Regions from separate parts of the Rattus norvegicus genome. Here region 1 is linked to region 2. Evidence: chromatin contacts called from public Hi-C data. All regions are on one chromosome and are shown on one strand. Each heading gives the region's core, a stretch centred on a gene start, on an enhancer-like site or on the middle of the called end of the contact. The rest is flanking DNA. Distances are from core to core; before and after follow the strand shown.

Evidence for each region. A called contact is a pair of places that touch in the nucleus more often than the background predicts.
Region 1: a contact with region 2 is called in a Hi-C map of the A7r5 cell line, with 6 times the contacts expected there. The contact joins the promoter of Ythdc2 here to the promoter of Dcp2 in region 2. A contact is called at or near these places in 4 of 12 Hi-C or Micro-C datasets (the A7r5 cell line, Schwann cells, kidney and 1 more) and 1 of 1 datasets of contacts at active chromatin or transcription factors (oligodendrocytes).

Annotation. Positions count from the first base shown.
Region 1 is chr18:37,513,206-37,520,202 of GRCr8, reverse strand. It overlaps Ythdc2 (YTH N6-methyladenosine RNA binding protein C2), which reads right to left and starts at 2,917. Exons shown (of 30, transcript NM_001427202.1): 1 at 2,540-2,917; 2 at 1,186-1,276. The coding sequence starts at 2,738. It also overlaps a transcript of Mcc not described here.
Region 2 is chr18:36,996,077-37,003,467 of GRCr8, reverse strand. Dcp2 (decapping mRNA 2) reads right to left here and starts at 1,853. Exons shown (of 11, transcript NM_001170469.1): 1 at 1,668-1,853. The coding sequence starts at 1,720. It also overlaps the pseudogene LOC120098347.

The DNA of each region.
Region 1 (6,997 bases), core at 1,668-4,167, 520 kb before region 2:
TGAAACTTTGAATCAAGAGAAAAAAACCTGATCTAAAAATTGTCATTTCCACAGCAAACTGGAATCACTAGATTCTAAACATATTCTCTGTAGTAGGTTCTTTTCCCCTGTGTTGTTCCTCATTGTCTGAAATTTCGGTGCATAAAGGGGCAACTATTCATTTCCCTGTGCTGTTCACTTCATAAAATTTTAACCACACAGGATAGAAATAATGTTGGAATGAAATAAGCATGACAAAAGAAGTTTGAGGTTGGTGGTCTTTTTAATTAACTATATAATCAAAAGTATATCATTTTAATTCTATAACACTGTATCCTGGTTAATATCTCTTAACATGTCCGTGATACCAAGATGCTTTAATTTCTCCAAAGATATCTTGTGAAGCTTTGTTATGTTTTACCTTTGCCTAATTTTTTTTTTCTGAAAATACTCATAATTCATGAACTTTCACCAGACACTATGGTAGAGGCTATGATTACAAAACTGAATAAATAGTGGTCTTTCCTGAAGCCCAAAACCAAACTGATAAATCAAACTAAAACTTCTCTAACAGACTACATCTGTGTCTATAAATAAGCAGGTTCAAGTTTACATTTCCACTGAAAAGTATCTGTCATTTACAGACCAAGAACCTAACATGAAAAATGAAACTATATTCACCTTTTAAAAATATTTATACTTCTGAACATGTATAAATTCGGGGATCCACAGGAAGGTCATTGAACAACTACTAGTAGTCCATTCTCTCCTTTCCCCTACTTAAGGCTCGGTCTCTCTTATTTCTACCTCTGTGTAAACTTCTGGCCCATTCTGCAGTCTCCTGCTCCCATTTCACCATAGGAGTACGTAGTTACCATTGTTTTAACCACGGTGAGCTTTACTTGTCTCTCTTTGCTCAGGGCAGGTTCTGTGGATGGAACTCAGGTTGTTTGGCTTATACAACAGATGCTTTACAAGATGAGCTGCATCCCAGGAGCTAACTTATGTATGTTCTGCACCTGGGAGGTAAGGTGGATTGGAAGAAGAAAAGCTGATCTTGGTATAGACCTAAACGAGTTTATCTATACATACTATTTATAAGAATGTAAAGTTAAAACAGAAACAATGATTTAAATGTAGTCAGACACATGCATACTTTTCTGTAGTAAATATTTTTGAACAAAGTAAGAAAAGTTGTACACTTACCCTTTACTTTTAGAAACTAAACCAAGAGATTGACTTAGTCGGTGAATAAAAGCTCTTTCCGTACTGGTCAGAGAAGAAGGAAATTCCATTTCTACATAGGAAAAAAGGTTCCACTTATAGACAATTACAGGTATAAAAATGAAAAATACATATAAGTATAAATCAAATTACACATTTTATATGAAAAATGTATTTACTCAGTAACTCACACCTAATAGGATTCTGATACTAACTATTAATATTTATTTACTTAATTGTGAGAGAGAGAGAGAGTGTGTGTGTGTGTGTGTGTGTGTGAGAGAGAGAGAGAGAGAGAGAGAGAGAGAGAGAACCATATATGTGCACTGACCACAGGTCAGAAGAAGCATCAGATCCCCTGAAGCTGACTTGATGGTTTTGAGCCATCATCGGGTGCTGAGAATCAAACCTGGGACTTCTGCAAGAGGAACTACTGAGCCATCTCTTCAGCCCAGAATTCTGATATTATGAAGTTACACATACAACCTAAATATGATAAAGGACTTGAAAGTTCATCAAAGATTACTACCTGTGTTGAGATCGATATAACTATGGACATATTTTATCAATTTAAATTATTCTTGCCTTGCTTAACAAAATTCTATTTCCTTCAATAATGAGGTATGTTCATTCAAGCATTAAGAATTCTCAAACTGAAACTCCCATGTTTCTGTTCTCAAAACTGTAGAGGGCTCTTCCTCAATATTTCAGACTGGATTTGTTGTGACATTTTGCCAAGGCTTTGCTGCTGTTAAAAATATATGTTCAAAACCTTTTCAGACAATAAGCCTCAGCAGCAAGGGTCTACTAGCTATCCCAGCAAATTAAAATGAGCATTCAACAGTAAACTCAGTTGTATATTATGAGGCCTGTACTAAATAGGTATCTGACCTGATAAAGTACAAAACACACAAGTTTGTGTTTGATTTGATGCATCTAGAATTTCAATAAAGTCTATAAATACAATAAATTCAAAGCCTCCTCTGAAGTTTTTTAAGCTTAAAATAAGGCTACACCTCAATAATGAGGAAGACAGTGGGGGCTTAATAACTCCTTAAAAAAAATAACGTTGACTTAGCAGCCTTGGGTTGCAGAAAAGTACCTGAGGACATTTTCCCACCTGGGAGTAACCTAGCCTTTCCACCTTCTGATGCCTTAACTTCTGATTCTCTATCCTCCCTAAACTCACCGACCCACTGGGCTTCCCACTCGGTGACCAACAGTCACTAGACGGCGCTGGTTTCGCCTCTGCGGCCCGGCTCTGGGTTCCTCTGCCCATCAGGGGCGGGCCTGGGGGCGGGTGTCAGCCCGCAAGGTCCCCCGTCAGAATCCTCACCTCTCTGGTCACCGTATCGGAAGCGCTCCAGAGCAATGTTGACAGCGATCTTCACCTCCTCGTCGATACGAATGTCTTTGAGGCCTTTGGCCCGGCCACCGCTTCCAGGACCACACGAAGCCGGGCCGCCGCCACCGCCTCCGGTGCCGCCTCCGCTAGGAGCTGGCGGACGCGGCGAGACGCTGCTCGGCCTGGACATGGCCCTGAGGAGAAGCTCGCTCCGCGTGGGAGCGGCCAGGCCTGCTGCCAGCGAGCAGTGACAGAGACAGAGAGCCCGTGGGAGCGCGGCGGACCTACCGCTAGAAAGTCAACGCCGGGAGAGACTAGCGGGAAAGCGTCACTCACAGTAGCGGTGAAAGCGAAAGCGCTGGCACCACTACAGCCCAGAGAAGCCTTGGGTGCGCGGGTGATGACGTCAAGAGTGAGCGCCGCGCACGGCCCCAGAACGCGGGACCTCTGACTATGCTGGAGCAGCCCCGGGGGATGCGGTCCCTGGAGGCTGTAATGCGGTCCTCACGACCCTGAGGCTTTGGTTGTCAAAAAATATCATTAAATTGGAGGACATATTATTCGGTTATCCACTGGATCATTTAATGCTTCATTCCTTTCTTCAGAGCGGGCTTCTGCCCAGCGCTTGATTCACAAACTCGAACACTCTGGAAACAAGGGTTTTACCGCAATTCTGAGGTTCGTGGTCCAGTGGGTCAAATAAGTACAGTGAGTAGACCACTTGGTTTGATTTTAAGTAACGACTAACTTCTTAATGTATGTCTTTCATTCTGAAACACATTGAAAACTTGGTTACCTGAAATAAAGATCTAACTGTGTTTTACCTCGAAACCCTAAAAAGTGGTAACAGTCCTTAAACGTTAAAAGAAAAATGCTTATATGATAGTTATTAAAGTGTTCACTGTTTTAGGTAACAGCCCATCGTGAGTGTGGAACGCATAGCAATGAGAATAGTTATGTTTTGTGGCAAGATTAAGTTTAAGGAGGAACTTATCAAGAGTTGCGGGAGGAGGGGGGGGGGTTGGGGACAGAAGGTGGCAAATGCCTTTAATCCCAGAACTTGGGAGGCAGAGGTAGGTGAATCTCTTAAGTTTGATGCCAGCCCTGTCTACAGAGTGAGTTCTAGAATAGCCAAGGCTATAAGAGAAACCCTGTCTCAAAAAACAAACAAAAAAGGAGTTGGGAAGATTATGAGAATTGCCATTGGTTCAAATAGAGTCCTATGAACATAAATCTAATTCCAATGACCTGAATTGCTTCCACTGTAGTGCCACTATTGTCACTCTCCGAAGAGCAACAGACATGATTGTTTCCTTTTTTCAAAATGAGAACCAGAGTGTACTAAGATGCCCTCATATGCAGCCTTCCAGTTTCTCTCCTCTGCAACTAGAACAAACCATAAATTTCTCAATATCAAGAGCACTCAAGATCTTCTAGGATACCTACACTCACGGTGATGCTAACACTTACCCTCACACTGCTCAGATACACTTAATTTTGTTGTTTGGTTTTTGTCTTGCATGGTTTTTGTCTTGGAGAAGGCAGTCTTCCTCTGAGAATTCCTCTGTACCATAGTTTAAAACATAATTGTGGCCCTTACACAGGCATGCTTTCAAATCTTGTGTTATCATTTGCAACATTTGAAAGTATCTTATTTTCTCTTGCAAAAGTTATAAACTACTAAGAAAATGAATGTTATCTTGAATTGTCCTCATTCCTTCACACGAGTAATTTTCTCTCATGTAGCCTGGTCTACAGAGCAAGTCCCAGGACAGCCATGGCTATACAGAGTAAACTGTCTCCAAAAAAAAGAAAAAAGAAAAAAAAAGAAAGAAGGGAAAAAGAAAAGAAAAGGAGGGGCAGGGAAAAGGAAGGAAGGAAAAATAGAAAAGAATTGGTATTTCAACTCTCAGAACTTTTTAGTTGTTGTCTTTGGGCTACCTATTTCTTTGATTAGTTTTGATAAGTAGGGATGAAACTAAACTAACTCTGTCCCTATCTAAAACAAGTAACTAGCTCTGAGGTAGACTAAGAGAATTCCCAGAAGATATATTACAAACTTTGTTTTGAAGAACCAGAAAATATACCACAGAGAACAATTTTCTCCAGCACCAACAAAGAAAAGGCCATGGTAACGATACACATCTACACAGAAGCTGAGCAGAGGAGCCCTTCAGAGTCATTCACAGTTTGGATTCTGTCAAATGAGTCTGTGTATTCACAGGTTGGATTTTTTTGATAGATGGGATCTTACCCAAAGGGCACCTTTCTTCTATCCCAGTGTAACTGGTTTCACTCTAGAGGTATATGTAGTCTCAATTATAGCGGTTTTCTCTGCACCTGCCTTATTTGCAGCTTCACACTGCCTTGCACTCCTTTCCTTAGCAAACCACATTTCTCAGATCTTACTGTTCAGACTCAGTGTCTCAAACAGGCTGTAGATTTATATCAGAGGGGTACGTAATAACCACGCCACAGCTTGAATGATACCGTATCTTTGAATTTCCTCCAACAATTTAGTCCACTTCTTTTGTTGTTGTTGTTGTTGTTGTTGTTGTTGTTGAGTTTCACTCAGTTTCTTAGGACTTGAGCAATATGAACCCAGATTCTTTGCCAGAATATAATCCAAATGGTCTTTAGCCCAGTTCTTGACTCAATCTTTGCTCTCCACTAACCTGAAACTACACATTAGTAGGTCAGCCACAAGGTGGTAGTATAAAGCTATCTTTTGCCTGAAATCCCATTTTATATCACTAATTTCTACATAGAGCTTCCGTGAACTATTTTAGCAGTAACTGTTAAAAAAAAATAAGATAGCCACAGTGGGGTAAAGCGACACATAATTAAAACCATAAAACTAAACTCTTCAGAAAATGCTGTCGACTGGTTTTTGTCCTTCCTCCTTTTCTTACCCGCAACTATGTCATTAGATACCTTAATTATCATTCAAAACATCAAAAACTAGCATATTTCACACATGTTTTTAAAATTTATTATATCCCACAAATACTTAAAAAGACTAAAAGACATGTATTCTTATATTTTAAACTTTTGAAATTCTTCTTTAGAGGATATGTTATAACATATGGAGAATACCCTTAAACTATATTATGAACACTAAAATCCCAGTCCCCAATGTGAATGAGTACAGCATGTTAGGAAATGTGCAGCATAGCAGACAGAGCACCTGTTATCTTCAGGGGAAGACTGAAGAAAGAAGGAAAACTCCCTTCCCCTAGCAGTTCTTGCAGTTCCCCCTTTTCATTGTTTATCTTTTTCATTCGATGTGGTATTAAGAGACATAAGAGGGGGTTGTGGATTTAGCTCAGTGGTAGAGCGCTTGCCTAGGAAGCGCAAGGCCCTGGGTTCGGTCCCCAGCTCCGAAAAAAAAGAACCAAAAAAAAAAAAAAAAAAAAGAGAGAGAGAGAGAGAGACATAAGAGGAGAGAAGAGAGTGGGAAAATCGCACAGGAAGAATTCGCTATGCAGAACAGTTCTGTGTAAGAGAAGTCACCATGTCACAACACAAAATGAAAAACTCCTGCTTGGGCTTTGCATGCAGTGTTACAATGGAGCTTTTTCACTGGGGTTTACGGTTTTCTTGTTTGAAATGAGTTTGATCCCTCACTGAATATGGTTGTTCAATTTAAACACAAATACCCAGGCTCCTTACAAGACATATGTAGCTAGGGATGACTTAAATTCAACTCACATCAAACATCTGCCAAGTGGTTCACAGCTAGCCCAACACACCAGAGTAGAGGTGGAGAGGGATGGAAAGCCAGTCACCTGGAGGAGTGCTAAGAAAATGCTGATGATGCATAGCCATGTGTAGTCAGCTCGCTCCAAATATCCCCTGCAGGGTTTGCCACAGAATAAGAAACGTTTTTCCTGCATCTGAGCATGGGATTTGGAATAGAAACCATCAGTCTGGAGCCATAGCTCAGCAATTTTCAAAGCAATTGTTGCTTTGGGCTCTGAAAATGAGCCTTTGCCATGAGGACCTGGGTTTGGTACCCAGGATCCACATAATGGTTAACAACAGTCTGTAACTAAATTTAGTTCTTAATCACCATGCAAGGAACCTTGTAGAATAAAGAGTGCTTTGGCTTACAGTTCCAGAGTGTGAGTCCATGATGGCAGAGTGAAAGCAGGGTGGTAAGAGCAGGAAGCTGAGGGCTCACATCATGTTCTCTAAGAATGAAGCTGGGAGAGCACACTGGCACTGGTACTAGGCTTTGAAACATTAAAACCTGCCCCCAGTGCATACTTCCTCCAGAAAGGCCACACCTCTGAACCTTGCCCAAATAATGCTACTAATTGGGGACCACAAGTTTAAATACCTGAGAATATAGGAGATCTTGTTCAAGCAACAATGCTGTAATCCAAGGGAGAGGGAGCACCCTCTTCTGGCCTTGAGGCCACAGCATGTACATGGCGCATGGATATA
Region 2 (7,391 bases), core at 604-3,103:
TGGGCAATTGCAAACCACCATGTGGGTGCTGGGAAAACAGTAAGCACTAAGCGCTTATTATCTATACAATTTGCCTATGTATGTCCTCTGCATGTACACCTGCGACGTTTAAAGTGCTTGACTAGACTTTTCATTACACTCACATGGCATAGAGGAAAGGAAGATTTCAAATCTTGATTTTCTAAATTAGGATGTGTCCCTCTATAAATTAATACTCATATCTGTTTGTCCAGGTGACAGTGGAAATCACTGCGCCAACTGTTTTAATGCAATGTGAGAGGACACCAGTAAAAACTTCACAAGCATATTTCGTTTCTTAAAATGACTCAGAGTGCCTGGGGCTCTAGAGAAATACTCAGGTTTTAGCACACACTTCCACAGACTCTTGGCATGGGCAGATACCTATACACATGTCCCCTGCCTCCACTAATCAGGAATAAAACAAATACTTAAAAAATAAAAAAGTAAACAGCTTGCATGAGGCATGACCACTGAGTTTCATTTTTAAGCCCAGATATTAGTGGCCAGAAGTGAATACAGAACCAGCATTCACACTTAATAAATTATTTCATAGTCCAAAGTCGATGCACTAGCAATGACTTCATAACAACGCTTTACTTTGACAAAGAAGGAAATATCATGAACATATTTTTGGCTGGCTGCAATTACTGTTGATAAGAACGTAGAAATTCACTCCTGTGAAGACCCACAGGTGTACATTTCCTTCCAAGTTGGAGAATCAAGAGATTAAAGGGAAGGAACTCTTGGACTTTTTCCTCTTGTTCCCAAAGATAAATCCGGGGAAATTCTGGAAAGAATAATTAATTCTTTACAGAAAATGCCACAGGTGAACATACAAGTTTAAGCGTGAAAATTGTTCCCTGTGTAGATCCAGGTACCTGAGATCATATAACTGAATTAAAACAGTGGATTCCACCCACGTGGAGAAGAGACGAAGGGAGGAGGAAGAAAGCCACAGGTTAAAGTTAGAGTCAGGAAAAAAACAAAATCAAAACAAAAAAGCCCCACACACTTCAAAGAAGGAATTGGGCGGAAAACCACTAGGGAATTCAGGTTTGGGCCAGGGGGATTCACTTGCAGGAAAAAACAGAATATTTGAAGTAGAAATGAGATATTCCAGTGCTCCTCGGAGGACGGGATAAAAGAAACAGAAACTGAAAGACTTAGGAACTGAATGGGCGTCGGACACTGGCGAACAGGGCGGGAAAGTGAGACCAAGGGATGTGGAGAGGCAGGGACAGCAAAGACCCCGGGCTGAGGAAGAGAAGGGCCTAGTCCCAGGGATGGGGAAGAATAGAGACCGGGCAGGACCCGGGGAAGGAGGAAGAGCTGAGAACCGGGGTGCAAACCGGGACCTGGGAACTCAGGTGAGCTGAGGCCGAGGACGCAAAGCGATACCCGGGAATAGAGAATCAAGGCCAGGGCGAAAAGAGGGGCCCGGGGACAGGGAGGGCGAGCCGAAGCCCGGGCTCAGTGCTGAGACCCGGGACGTATAAAGAGCCGGGGGTGAGTAGCGGAACCCGGGAATGGGTAGGCAGAACCGAGTCTGAAGAGCAAGGCGGAACAGAGGAGAGGGGGAGAGGCAACAGTGGTCCGGGCCGCCCCTAGGCAGAGGGAACGCAGAGGCGAAGGTGAACCGCTAGTACCTGCAGAGATCATCCAGGACGCTGCCGGGAATTTCCAGGCGTTTGGTCTCCATAGTGAGGACCCGCAGCAGGCGCAGGGCATCCCGGCTCCGCGCAGCCGGCACCGTAGAGAAGCAAGGAGCTGAGGTCCCGCGGACAGTGGAACCCTCTGCTCGTACCCAGAGGCTGGGCCGAGGCGAGGGGGGGAGCCCTGGAGCCACGCCCCCTCTGCGTGAAAGGCCCAAAGTAAGGCTGGGCGACCCGCGCCTGCGCGCGATTCGCCAATGAGACGTTTGTTTATTGGGCCGTGGCCTCCAATCGGTCTTCAGGCTGCTCAGTTCCTGCTCTTAAGACCAACTCCCCGCCGCCTTTGATTGAGTGCAGGCGAGGGTGTCTTTTGCGCCTGCGTGTCCTGTGCGTTTCTTACTATACTAGTGCAAAGTTTTGAGCTCCTATATTCTAGGACTCCTCTCTTCCACATACACGCCACAGCATCTCAGGCTTTGTCACAGTGGCTCTAACTAATGGTAATAAGTAACTGAACAGGCACTCCGTTTTTTGGCGGCAAGCCCAGAGCACATATTAAACAGAAGGGGTTATCCACGATTGCTGTCACCAAGTATTGTGCACACATGCTCACCACCGTATTTCATTACCTCTACGTCAAATGCCAACCCTCTGAAGAAATATTAATCCGGTTTTTGTTGGCAGATAGGGTCTCACCACATAGTCCAGGCTGGCCTTATACTCACAGTTCTCCTGTGTAGCCTTCTGAGTGCTGGGATTATAGGCCTGCCCCCACTACCAATGTGCTTTGTTTGTTTGCTTGTTTGTTTGTTTGTCTTTGAGATCCTGAAACTTGCTCTGTAGACCAGGCTCGCCTCTAACAAAGAGATCTCCCTGCTTCTGGTCCCTCTGATTTTAAGCTCCTAAAAGCAAGCTCAGTGGGACTACTTTGTAGGACAGATTGGTGCTGAGATAGTGATGGGTGAGTATTGAGCAGAGACACGCCTTGACCAGGGATACTTAGTCGTGCATACCTCTTGTCTTCAAGTATTTAAATCTAAATCTCACATCTGAACTCCAAAGCTAGACTGAGGGGACGGTTTTGAAAGATTCCCCAGAGCTTCTCGGAATGCTCTCTGCAGGACAAAATGGCTGGAAGGCACAAGTAGGGGCTTAAATAAACATCACCGGGCAGAACAAAGAACAGTTACTCACACCAGGTGATAAGCAAAGTAGTTCTCTTGCATTTTTAACAATCTGTCTTCCTTAGTCAGGTCCAGTTGCTGAGTTTTGGGCTAATTTAAAACTCTATCTCTCAGTTTCACTGGACCCCTTTATTTATTCTCTTCCCAGTGTGCAAACAGTGAAAGCATCACCTTCCTTTGCTTCCCTTCTCCCTTGGAGGACAAGTGGCTTGCTATCTCAGTAGCACTGATGTAGGCCAAGGCTCCAACCCTAGCAAGGTCTGTAAAGTGAAGACAAGAACTTCACCCCTCTATTTGATACCAAAGGAGAGCTCAAAAAAGACAAACTTGCGGTCACTATTCCACTTCCTACATTCAAACACACCACTTATACATGCCTGTTTCACATTCATTGCTCATGTTGCCAAGAGGAGTCTAATTCATTCTGGAAACATGGAGAAACTGAATCCATCTGTTCTTCCTTGCCCTGCTCTGCATGGCTGTGGAAGGGACAGTGTGACAGGGTTCCTGCCCCTGAAGCAAAGCCAACAGGTATGGGCCTCCATGACTGTTGACAGTTGCTAGCCATAAGGCTTTTTGTATAACAATGTACATATTTTACTTTATGTTTCTTCTTTTGGGGGAATGCCCTCTCTGCCAAGGTTGATGACTCCATGATCCTGGGAAGTGAGAATGTATCTCTGATTTAGAGGACTGCAGGACAGCCCTTAAGGCTGTGGGAAGGAATTCTGAAAATATGAATTCAAGAATACATAAATCAATGCAAGAGCTGTCCTTTAAAGAATTTCTCAACTACACAAAATATAAGGATGCAATGTCAATTATATATGTGGGGGGCTTCATGGGCCTAAAAGAACAGGGGCAGCTGCACTAATGAGTCAGCTGGTCAGAAAGATATTAATGAAGGAGATAAAGAGATTTCAGGAGTAGTGATCTCAGGGCAAGGTCCCACCCAGCTAAACTCATTGTTTGTGCTTACAAAGGCAAGCGGATCTCTTGAGTTCATTTGCTATGCTAAAAAAAAAAAAAATGTACTTTTTGTCCTTTTCTAAGAACCAAGGGGCTAAGGTCATAAAATGCTAATTCATGGGATACCCAAAAGGGAATCTTGGGTAAATGACTAAATTGATATGAAAATAAAATATTAGACTTTGGTCTGCAAGAGCTACCTAGAGAGAGCTGCTTGGAAAGCTAATATTAGCTCTTTTATTCTTTTCTGTTGGGTTTTCTGACTTTGGTTAAAAAAGCCAAAACTTACCTAAAGAGCTAATATAGCTCTTTTAAAATTTTTCTAGCTTTCTGACTTTAGTCAGAAAACCTAAGCACTATCTGGTGACCTATCTAGAGAGCTATCTAAAGAGTTATCCCAAGCAGAGAGCTATCTTAAGCAGAGAGCTATCTAGAGGGCCATCTCAAGAAGACTACAGAGCTGTAAGCTTGCTCCCATCACTGACTTCGAGTCATTTCTTCAGTCACTCCCAAATACCCCTTTCTTAGGACCACCTCTCTAAGCTGAGTTTGGTACTTGGCACTTCCTCTTAAATCAGATCTTTCTCACCCTAGGTCCCACCATTACCCAACATATCTCCTCTGTCACAGATTCAGTTTGTTTTACCATTTAATTTCCTTTTTTTTTCTCTTAATTTTTGTTCAGTCCACACTCTAGCTTTGCATAATTTATCGGCACACCTGTAAGAGCTGCCTAATTAGTACTTCTACATCCGTTCTAGGCCTGAGAAACTTGCATACATTTGTTTTGTTTTATTCAATAGAACCAGGTTACTATTTTTTCAGCTTTAGATTATCCCCTCATCAGCCTCATCAGCTGCAGATGGGTGCTATCCCTTCTCTCTGGGCTCAAGATCTAAAAACTTGCAGTCATCTGCTTTGCTCTACAGTCTCCTGACTATATTTTTTGCCTTTCTTAGAGAATCTCTCAAATCAATCTTCTAGTATTTTCAGGGCCTTTGCCTTTCTGAAGTTCACATTTATTTTCTTGTGACTCTTCTGAGGCTGTATTTTCCCTTCATTGACTTCCTCATCCTCAGAAAAAAATAAGTAACATATTTTAAAGTTTTTCTTCTTCCTACTTTGTTATCCCACTCAGCCGCATTTGATGTTAAATTGGTCTCCAGCTACCATATGTCCTTGACCCCCGCCCCACAACACACACTTAAGAGGAACGCCGGAGCCTAGTGCTATGAAAGCTTGCAACACAGTGGAGTTTTTTTTTTTTTCCCTAATAGATTGTTCGGGATGGTACTTGACTTTTATTTTTTAGATACTTCCTATTGAGAATTTTACCAAACCCACCTCCCATTCTGTCTATTCCAATTACTTCTCTATATTTTGTATACAACTTCTCTTGCCCTCACCCTACATCCATGGACTCCTCCTGTATGTGCATGAAGTAGAGCATACGTGGTATTTCATGGGCAGTATCGCTGAAGGAAACATACTTTCCCTCCCCTCTGCAGCTGTACATTATCAATAGTTTCTTAGCTAGGGATTTTTTTTTAACTTTCTCCAAATTAATATAATTTCAGCTGACTTGATCTTGTGAATGAAGTTATAGCCACTGTAAATTCATGTGTGTAATATCCTTGTTATAACCAGCAAATAATATTTCACTGGAGACTTCTACTACTGTTGGTTCTTATAATCTTCCTGCCCCTTGTCCTTTGGTTTTAAGGCCTTACTTGTAAGTACTTTTGAATAGTTAAGGATCATAGAAACATAATAGATGGAAACCTATTTAACAGCAAAATGGAGCCTAGAGCAACAAGAAAGTAGAAAGGTTTTCAAAGCAACTTATTCATTCCTTCTGGCTGAACAAATTCTTTAAGGACAAAAATGCTTCCAGGTTCAAAGCATTCTGGAAATAATGGAGGGAAATACAGGCTGGCATATTCCATTCTATTTATCCAGTTCTCTCATAGAGGAGTCTTAGATTTTTATAAGAAGCAGGCCTTGGAAGAGAAGTTGAGCTCAAGTAGTATGAAGAAAGCAATCCTAGAAAACACTTACAAGGTATTGGTGTTCTTGGTTATATGGGATGATTGATCAAAGAAAAGAGAGCCATTGCAGGATGGCTTCTCAGCAGCAGGGAATCAGTCTCTCAGGGACTAGATACTGGCAACTTCCTAGAAGTTGTTTGCTTGTTTGTTTGAGAGTTTCTCTGTGTAGCCCTGGCTGTCCTGGAACTTATCTTGTAGACCAGGCAGGCCTTAATCTACCTGCCTTGGTTCCCAGAGTGCTGGAATTTAAGGTTTACATCACCTTGCTTAACTCCTAGCAGCTCCTAGAAACTCTTTTCTTTGTTACTCAGAGCTCTTTTAATTGTTATACAAAAAGGCACCTTTAGTAACTAATTTCCCCCTTACCAAATCTTTTTATTGGATCTATGGGTTGACTTGAAAGTCCATCACCTTAGAAATTCTCAGCCATAAAAGACTTCCTGTTTGTCAGGCATGTTGACACTAAGTTATGTAAGGACTCTGAGAATCCTTCTAAAGAATAACCCCATAAAATCTCAGATAACATTCACTGACAAAAGGCTACTTCAAAGCTTAGGTGCCATCACTTCATATTCATGCAAGACACATGGGTCTGCTAAAATTCTGCTACAACAAGGAAGCTAGTCAAGGATGATAATAAAGACACTAAAGGTTTATTATTAAGAAAATGTTAATGGTAACTGGAACTTAATGAACTTAATCTTTTACTGTGGAAATCCGGAGATAGTGTAAACCATATTTTACAGTTAGTCCACAGAAAATGGGGTATAGTTTAAAATAGAATGACCTCCATAGGTTCTTATATTTGAAGGCCTGGTCTACATGTGATGGAACTCTTTGGGAAGGATTAGGAGGTGTGGCCTTGGTGGAGCAGGTATGTCACTGGAGGTTGTCTTTGAGCTTTCTACTTTGTGGCTGTTGTCTCAACATGTAAGCTCTTGATTACTCCCCTAGTACCATGACTTCCTGCCTGATGCCATGCTCCCCACCTTAATGGTTATGGGCTAACCCTCTAAAACGGCAAGCCCATAAACTCTTTCTTTCATAAATATAGGATATACAAAATCCTATAGATTGATGTCTATATGCAGGTGAGGGCTGGCACAAGTTAGGTCAAGGCCATGATTGGACAGTAAAAAAGTAAGGTCGGGACAAAGTCTTTGTAAAGTGAGAGAGAAGGGAAAGGGATAGAAGCAAGATGGAGATGGAGAAGGATGACCCAGATCCGGGTGATCTTGAATGGCCCTAGGTAGTAATGTATATTTCTCAAGGGATGGATTTCAATAGGTAAATATGTCTTATCTCGGTGGGCGGTTTATATCTTTATCAAATGGTTATGAGTTTATTGTGTGGATATATTGGGAATTGAGAATTTAACACATAAATCTGATTGATAAATTTACAGCTTCTTAATTCATGATCTCACAGGATTCCAGAGAAACCCTGGAACCAGAGAGTTTGCAGCTAGTAGAGAGCCACCGGGAGAGAGACTACCCAGAGATAAATCATGATTAGTT